2 separate regions of the Mus musculus genome follow, and region 1 is linked to region 2. A link is a contact called in public promoter capture Hi-C data. All regions are on one chromosome and are shown on one strand. The core of a region is the stretch at or near the end of the contact, and the rest is flanking DNA. Distances in the headings are between cores, read along the strand shown. Region 1 holds the start of Ryr1 (ryanodine receptor 1, skeletal muscle). Region 2 holds the start of Dll3 (delta like canonical Notch ligand 3).

Region 1 (3,416 bases), core at 62-2,561, 820 kb after region 2:
AGCCACAGCCATTGGCTTACTAGGGCAATGGAAAGCCATGGTGTAGGCTAAGGGGCTGGGGCTGGGGAGAGGCCCTCCTCCAGTGGCTTCACAGTCCAGCTGTCCCCATCCTTCATTACCAGCCCCAGCTGTTTGTTCCTCCCTCCCAAGAAACCGGACCCAGCCTACCAGGGTCCTATTCTGGGTCAGGAATGCTGCGTCAGCATTTCTGTGTGGACCCAGGACCTCGGGGGTGGGGGGTTGGGGGGGAGAGAGTGCAGGGTCAGCAGACCTGGCCCCAACAGAGACCATCTCCCATATCCAACCCCCATCTCAGCCCATGGGAGGATATGGTGGGAAGGACTAAGAAAAAGGCAGCCCCTCCCCCTCTTGTCCCCTCCCTGTCCCCTACCCAGAGCCCAGAAAAGAGGGCTATTCTGGGAGAGACACCTGTTGTCCCAAGTCCCATCCCTGCCCCCAGCTGGAGATCTGAGATTCAGAGAGACAGGATCAGAGGGACAGCCACACGCAGAAGGCTGAAGCCAAGGGCCAAGAGACAGAGACTCAGACATAAGATATACCAAGGAGCTGAGAAAGACTTCATCACCCAGGTACCCTCAGAGGCCATTAGCTGACATAGTTAAATCCTCCTCGCCAAAACCGAGGGGAAAAGTACATTGAAGCTCCAAGAGACCCCCAAGGAGACGGCCAAAGACTAGGAGTTGAAAAGAAAGGTGTTGTCCAGCCCACCCCAGCCCCCTTCCCAAGAATTTAAATAGGTCAGAGCCTGGAGCAAGAAGGGAATGAGGGCTGGGGTGGCGGTGGAGGACAGCTAAATTAAGCCCAAGAATTAGAACCACCTTCCTCAAGTGCCTGCTTCCAGAACGGCAGGAGGCGGGGTGCTTCCTCAATGACCCCAAATCTCTTATGTCAGGAGAGGGCGTCTGAGGATCCCACCCTCTCCTGCCCACTCGGTCCTCCTAAATCCTGCTAATTCTCCGTGGTCGAAAAGGTGATGAGAAAAAACGGAAAGACAAAGTGACCTCGGATTTCAGAGACCACCAGCAAGCAGGGAAGAGACAGAGAGACTCTCAGAAAAGTAAGCAAGAAATCACCCAAGACCTCCGGACCCAGACAAAAACGTACCGTCCGCAAAAACTGGACCTCGTCCTCGCCTTCACCTCCTCCATCACCCATGATGGCAATCCCCGGGTGTCCCGGGCTAGGGTCTGAGGATGGCGAGAGGGGGCTGCAGGCTTGGCGGGGAACCTGAGGGCGGGCTGGGGTCGGAGACCTCTAGGGAAGCCAGAGGCACCCGCGAGGGAGATGGAACTGCAGGAAGCATGCCCTGTGCGGGACACAATGAGAGAAGGTCCCCGCCCCACCGCACACCCATTGGGCAAGCATGGGACAAGCTACGCCCCTGTTCAGAACCCCGCCCACAGCACAAACTCTTGGTGGAAGGTGTTCGTTCTCTCCAGTGAACTGGGTGTCTAGAAAGTAGCTGAGTGGCCATGGTCACAGTGAGATATCATGTATATATTTGTTTGGCTGGCTCTCCCTTTACCCCTTCCTCTCTCCCTCCCCTTCCCCTCCCCCTCCGAGTGTCATGTACTTCAGAATGGCCTTAAACTCCACATGTAGTCAAGAGTGATCTTGAACCTCTGGCCCCATCTGATTTATGTAATGCCGTGGTTCAAACCCTAGATCACTTGCATGCCAGGCAAGCATTCTACCATTGGGCTACACCCTCAGCCTAGTTCCATCCCTTTCTTAATGGCTAAACTGAGCTTCACCCTTGCTGCAGAATCACACAGTTGTAGCTTGGATGCACACCACATCCCCTAACATTAAAAAAAAAATCACTTAGTACCAGACAGAGTGGTATGGCTTATCATCCAAGCTCTGAAGAGATTGAGGCAAGAGGATTGTAAATCTGGAGTTGGGACCGCATAATAAGAGCCTATCTCAGTGTCAACCAGCCAGACCCCCTGGAACTCCGGGGGACTGGACCACCAACAAAAGAATACACATGGAGGGACCCATGGCTCCGGCCGCATATGTGGCAGAGGATGGCCTTGTTGCACATCAGTGGGAGGAGTGGCACTTGGGCCTAAGGGTGTTCAATGGATGCCCCAGTATAGGAGAATGCTATGGTGGGAAGACAGGAGTGGGAGGGTGGATGGGGGAGCACCCCCATAGAAGCAAGAGGAGGGGGGATGGGATAGAGGGTTTCCGAAGGGGAGATCTGGAACAGGGAAAATTTTTGAAATGTAAATAAAGAAAAGGAAGAAAAAAAAAAAAAAGACCCTGTATCAAAACAGAGACAAAAACAGGGCTGCAGGCATGCCCTAGTCGATATAATGTTTATCTAGCTGTCACAAAGCCCCGGGTTCCATCCATAAACTGGGAGTGGCCATGTGAGTCTGTAATTCCAGCAAGCAGAAAGGATCAGAAACTCAAAGTCAACCTCAGCTCCCTAGCTGGAGGCCAGCCTGTGCTACCTGATACCCTGTCTCAAAACTGGGGGGCAGGGGCATGGGTGTGGGAGGGGGGAGAGAAAACACCAGCCTGACCTTGAACTCGCAAACATCCCAGGCCTCTGCCTCCCAGCACTGAGGTTAAACAAATGCGTCACCCCACCCCACCCTACCCCACCCCACCCCACCCCACCCCACCCCACCCCACCCCCGAGCCCCCAGCTAAAACCTGCCTTTTGAAGTAGTCCTGACTGATGTCTCTTACCCACCTGTTGCAGTTCAGGTGTGAGCTAAGATCTTTTTATTACCACTAGTTTCTCACAACCATGCTATTATTGGCATGCTTAACAGCCAGCAGAAAATAAAAGCACGTGGCCCCTGCGGAGATCTCCTAAATGCCCTGTAGTCCCCAGGGTAACCTTTAGGGGGCACAATTTCCCCACTCTCACAGTGCCAAGTCTGCAGATGTGAAGAGCTGCCTTTGGGAGATGGAGTCAGGCACCTTACACAATGTCACAGAGGCTGAGCTGGGGATCTAGACCTAAAGATAGGGTTCCACACCTCCATATCTGCATATGATTTTCTAATTTAGCCATGTGGAGGCACACTTTAGGAGGTAAAGGTAGAAGGAACAGAAATTGAAGGCCAGCCTTGGCTACATAGTACATTCCAGGCCAACCACCTGCATTACATGAATTTCTGTCTCAAAAAACAAACAAACAAACAAACAAACAAATAAAGAGCCAGGAGGTGCATGCGGATAGTGGGAGGCAGAAGCAGACAGAGTTTGGTGAGTTTGAGGCCAGTTTGGTCTACAGAGTGAGTTCCAGGCTAGACAGAGCTATGTATCATCAACTGTCTGAAAAAATAAAGTAAAATAAATAAAGGACAATATGATGACTCAGCTGGCAGGCTGCTTGCCCCCAAGCCTGATGAAGATCTGAACTTGATCCCAGC
Region 2 (3,372 bases), core at 107-2,606:
CCAGCGCTCAGGAGGCTGAGATAGGAGGGTTTCAAATATGAGGTTAGTTTGGGGTATCTAGCAAGACCCTGTCCAAAAGGACATACTAAGGTGTTCCCATCTACAGGTGAGGAAATAAAATATGGAAAAAGTTCCCAACAATGTCTACATTTCAAATACGGGCCCTGATTCTTTTTGAGATGTGCAGGGTACAGGGATGGGGACCAGGATTCAGTAAGTGACCTGATGTCCCAACCAAAAGAACTAAGGCTGGAAACATGAGAGATTAGGTGACCTCAAGAAAGTGCTTGAGAGGAGCCCCAGGTCCAAAGAAGAGATCTAGAATAAAGACAAAGACCCCAACTCGACTTGCTATTGCACCCCATAACTCCAGCACTTGGGAGATGGGAGTGAGTGAAGACAGGAGGATCAGGAACTCACGACCAGATTTAGCTACATAGTGAACTCAGAGACAGCCAGGCTTGTCTCTAAAAATACAAAACAAAATACAAACAATAACAACAAAACAGGATGAGAAGAGGATTCACTGGGTAAAAAACACTTACTGAAAACCTTAGTCCAACCCCCTGGGTCCCACATGGTAAATAAAGGGCAGAACTGAAATTGTCCACATATCGCTGTAAAGCGTATTCGTGAGTATAACACACACACACACACACACACACACACACACACACACACACACACACACAACCACAAAAAGATGAGAAGCCCAGTTTTAAGACATCCCTGAAGAGAATAGCGGAGGGGGTCTGGGAATGTGGGTTTCGGAGAGGAGGGGGTAGTAAAGGCTCTGGGGCACGGGATGGTGTCGGGAGCTGGGGGGGGACAGAAAGAGGTGGAGGTTGGACTCACCGGCCAAGCATCGCGGAAGGGCACACGTACGAGGCCATCAGGCAGCGGCAGGGCAGCCGCTGACTCTCCGGGGTGCTCCGTATAGACCGGGACGCTCGTGCTCAGTGCTGCGCCCAGGGCGCACAGGGACTCGGTGGCCTCCTGGGAGACTCCGGGCTTCAGGCAGACCCTGAAGAAGAGGCGGCAAGGGCCTCGGGCGTTGCAGGGGGAGCGTGGGGTCCCGAGGCCTGGGCCTGGCCCGAAAGAATGAATTTGTAGCTCGAAGACACCAGCTGGCAGTGCCTGGGACAGAGAGGGCCACAAGGTTAAGGGACCTAGGTATCTGTGTGCCCCATGAAAGTCTCTAAGACCTCCAGGTCTCGGCCCAACCCCATCTGTTCCTTTCCTTTCTGTATCTGACCTGAGGAAGAAGAAAAGCCAGGATCAGCGTCTGGGAAAGCGGAGACACCTGCAGAGAGACCATTGCTTTGGGGGACAGGATGGGGAAATAGTCTCAGGAGTCGCAGCTGCTGGATGCCGGAGTCTTATATTTGAGGGGACGCTCCGCCCCTTCAGGCCAGTCTTTTAGCTACCGGCCGAGAGGGGTCCCAGGGAAAGGGATACAGTAACTCTATGTGGGCGACTTGGTGAGGTTCATCCTGAGTGTGATTGCATGCGCCAATCTGAAAGCGGCAGGGGTTAATTTCTAAGATACTGTGCGTACTGAAGTGGGAGAACGGAAATACAGGTGCATTCCTCTCTATCATGTATGTACTTATGTGAGCTCCTGTCCGCTGTGGAGGACCCTATGAACCCATGAGTGCAGTGAATGCGTCTCCAGCCGGCTGTGTGTGAGGTTGTGTTTCGGAGCCCCACAGAGGAGGCGGTGAGGAAGAATCCTGAGTTCTTTGTGTGGACCCCTGTGTGTTTGTGGAAGACCTCTCGTGTGTATGCATGTGTGTTTCCCCTTCTTAAAACAAAGCCCCCCCTCCGCGAAGCCAGTATCGCCACCAGACGCCAGGCTAGGATCCTGGTCTTGGAGGGGCCTCCCAGCTGTATGTAAATGTCGCCATCTGCCGGGCGGCCGTGCCCCTCCCCCTTGGGCCGCAGCTGGGCCTCCCATTTGGGCTCAGGAAGGTGTGAGAGGCAAACGGACAGGAAATTAGTCTTCAGTCTTCGGGCACCAGGGCCCCACTCTCCACCCCAGATGAATGGAGCTGCTCATCCCACCCCGGGGGGCGAGGAGGTGGGATTTCGCAGGATCCAGGCAAGTAAAACAATTTAGGTGCAGGTGCCCAGGCTAGTGTGCTGAAGTCAGACGGTGAGCAAGGCTGCAGAAACAGAGGAAACCCACTCCCCACCCCCAGTAAATACTAAGTTAATACTCAGAGCTAGTAATTTTAGGGAAAATATAAGTTGCTCCTATATCCACATTTGTCTTGTAGAGGGGAGACGGCTATAGTCCCACTAAATGTTTAGTCGAAAAAGAGGCGTGGGTGGGCATGGCAGACCTGTAATCCCAGCAGTGCAGAAGCAGGACAAACAAGAGAAAGAAGCCAGCCTAGACGACATAAAGCCTTTCTCAAAACCAATACAGGAAAATACCACAAAACCCTACCACACCTGGTTTTGCTTCACCACGAGGCAAGGTGGTATTTCCAGAGCTCTGAATCACAAATAAAGCAGACTTTAAGGGATTTCTGAAAGTCTTAGCTGTTTAGGACTTTGTTACGCACAGAAACAGAGCCCCTGCTAAGGCCTGGGGTGTGAGGAGGATCCTGGAGCAAACACATTGTGAACAGCAAAGGCTGAGGCCCTGGGACGATCATGCCTGCCCGACCAGCCATCCCAGGAGCTTTTCCTCTCACTGTAGACTCTGCTGGCACACACCTTCCAAAGAGGCGCTCCAGATCATTCCATCCGGTCTAAAACAGCATCTTCCAGCTGGTGAGATGACTTAGGCAGGGCACTTTCTGCCAAGCCTGTTTTCACCCGTGGATCCACATGGCCAGGAACTACCCCCACCACTCTTCTCTTACCGGATGCCCATGCCTACTCTGCCCCCAGACATATAAAAATATAAAACAAACAAACACCTCTAAGGCCCCAAACCACTGCTTCTCTCCTCAGTTCTCTTTCCTGTGAACACTCCTTATGCCTGTTAGGTTAGCACTCCGGCTGAGCTACCACCCCAGCCCTTGCCTAGTCTGAGACAGAGTGGCCAGCCCAAAACCCTCCACACTCCTGCCTGCCTGTTTCCCGAATAGCTAGAATTATAGTCTTATGTGTTCCCCTTTTCTCTGCCCCCATTTTTTATCTCTATCCCCCCACAACTGCCTGCCTTACATCTCCCCTGAGGGAACAGTAGGACACTGCTTCCTAGCAGCCTTGTTCACTACTGTCTTGGGGTGTGAGGAGGGGACATGACTATACACACAAACGACTCCACACAGAGAGCCCTGGAGAACAGGGCATTTGGGGTTAAATGCTTCCCGCCTCATCATATGAGCACTGTCTCAGGGCTCCTGCACCTATGTT

Evidence for each region. Promoter capture Hi-C pulls out the DNA fragments that hold promoters and counts their contacts.
Region 1: a promoter capture Hi-C map of liver shows a contact between it and region 2, with 2.2 times the contacts expected there. The contact joins the promoter of Ryr1 here to the promoter of Dll3 in region 2. A contact is called at or near these places in 2 of 39 promoter capture datasets (both in liver) and 1 of 9 other capture datasets (liver).

What each region holds. Positions count from the first base shown.
Region 1 is chr7:29,123,840-29,127,255 of GRCm38.p6, forward strand. Ryr1 (ryanodine receptor 1, skeletal muscle) reads right to left here and starts at 1,312. Exons shown (of 106, transcript NM_009109.2): 1 at 1,126-1,312. The coding sequence starts at 1,176.
Region 2 is chr7:28,300,429-28,303,800 of GRCm38.p6, forward strand. Dll3 (delta like canonical Notch ligand 3) reads right to left here and starts at 1,357. Exons shown (of 9, transcript NM_007866.2): 1 at 1,256-1,357; 2 at 856-1,137. The coding sequence starts at 1,318.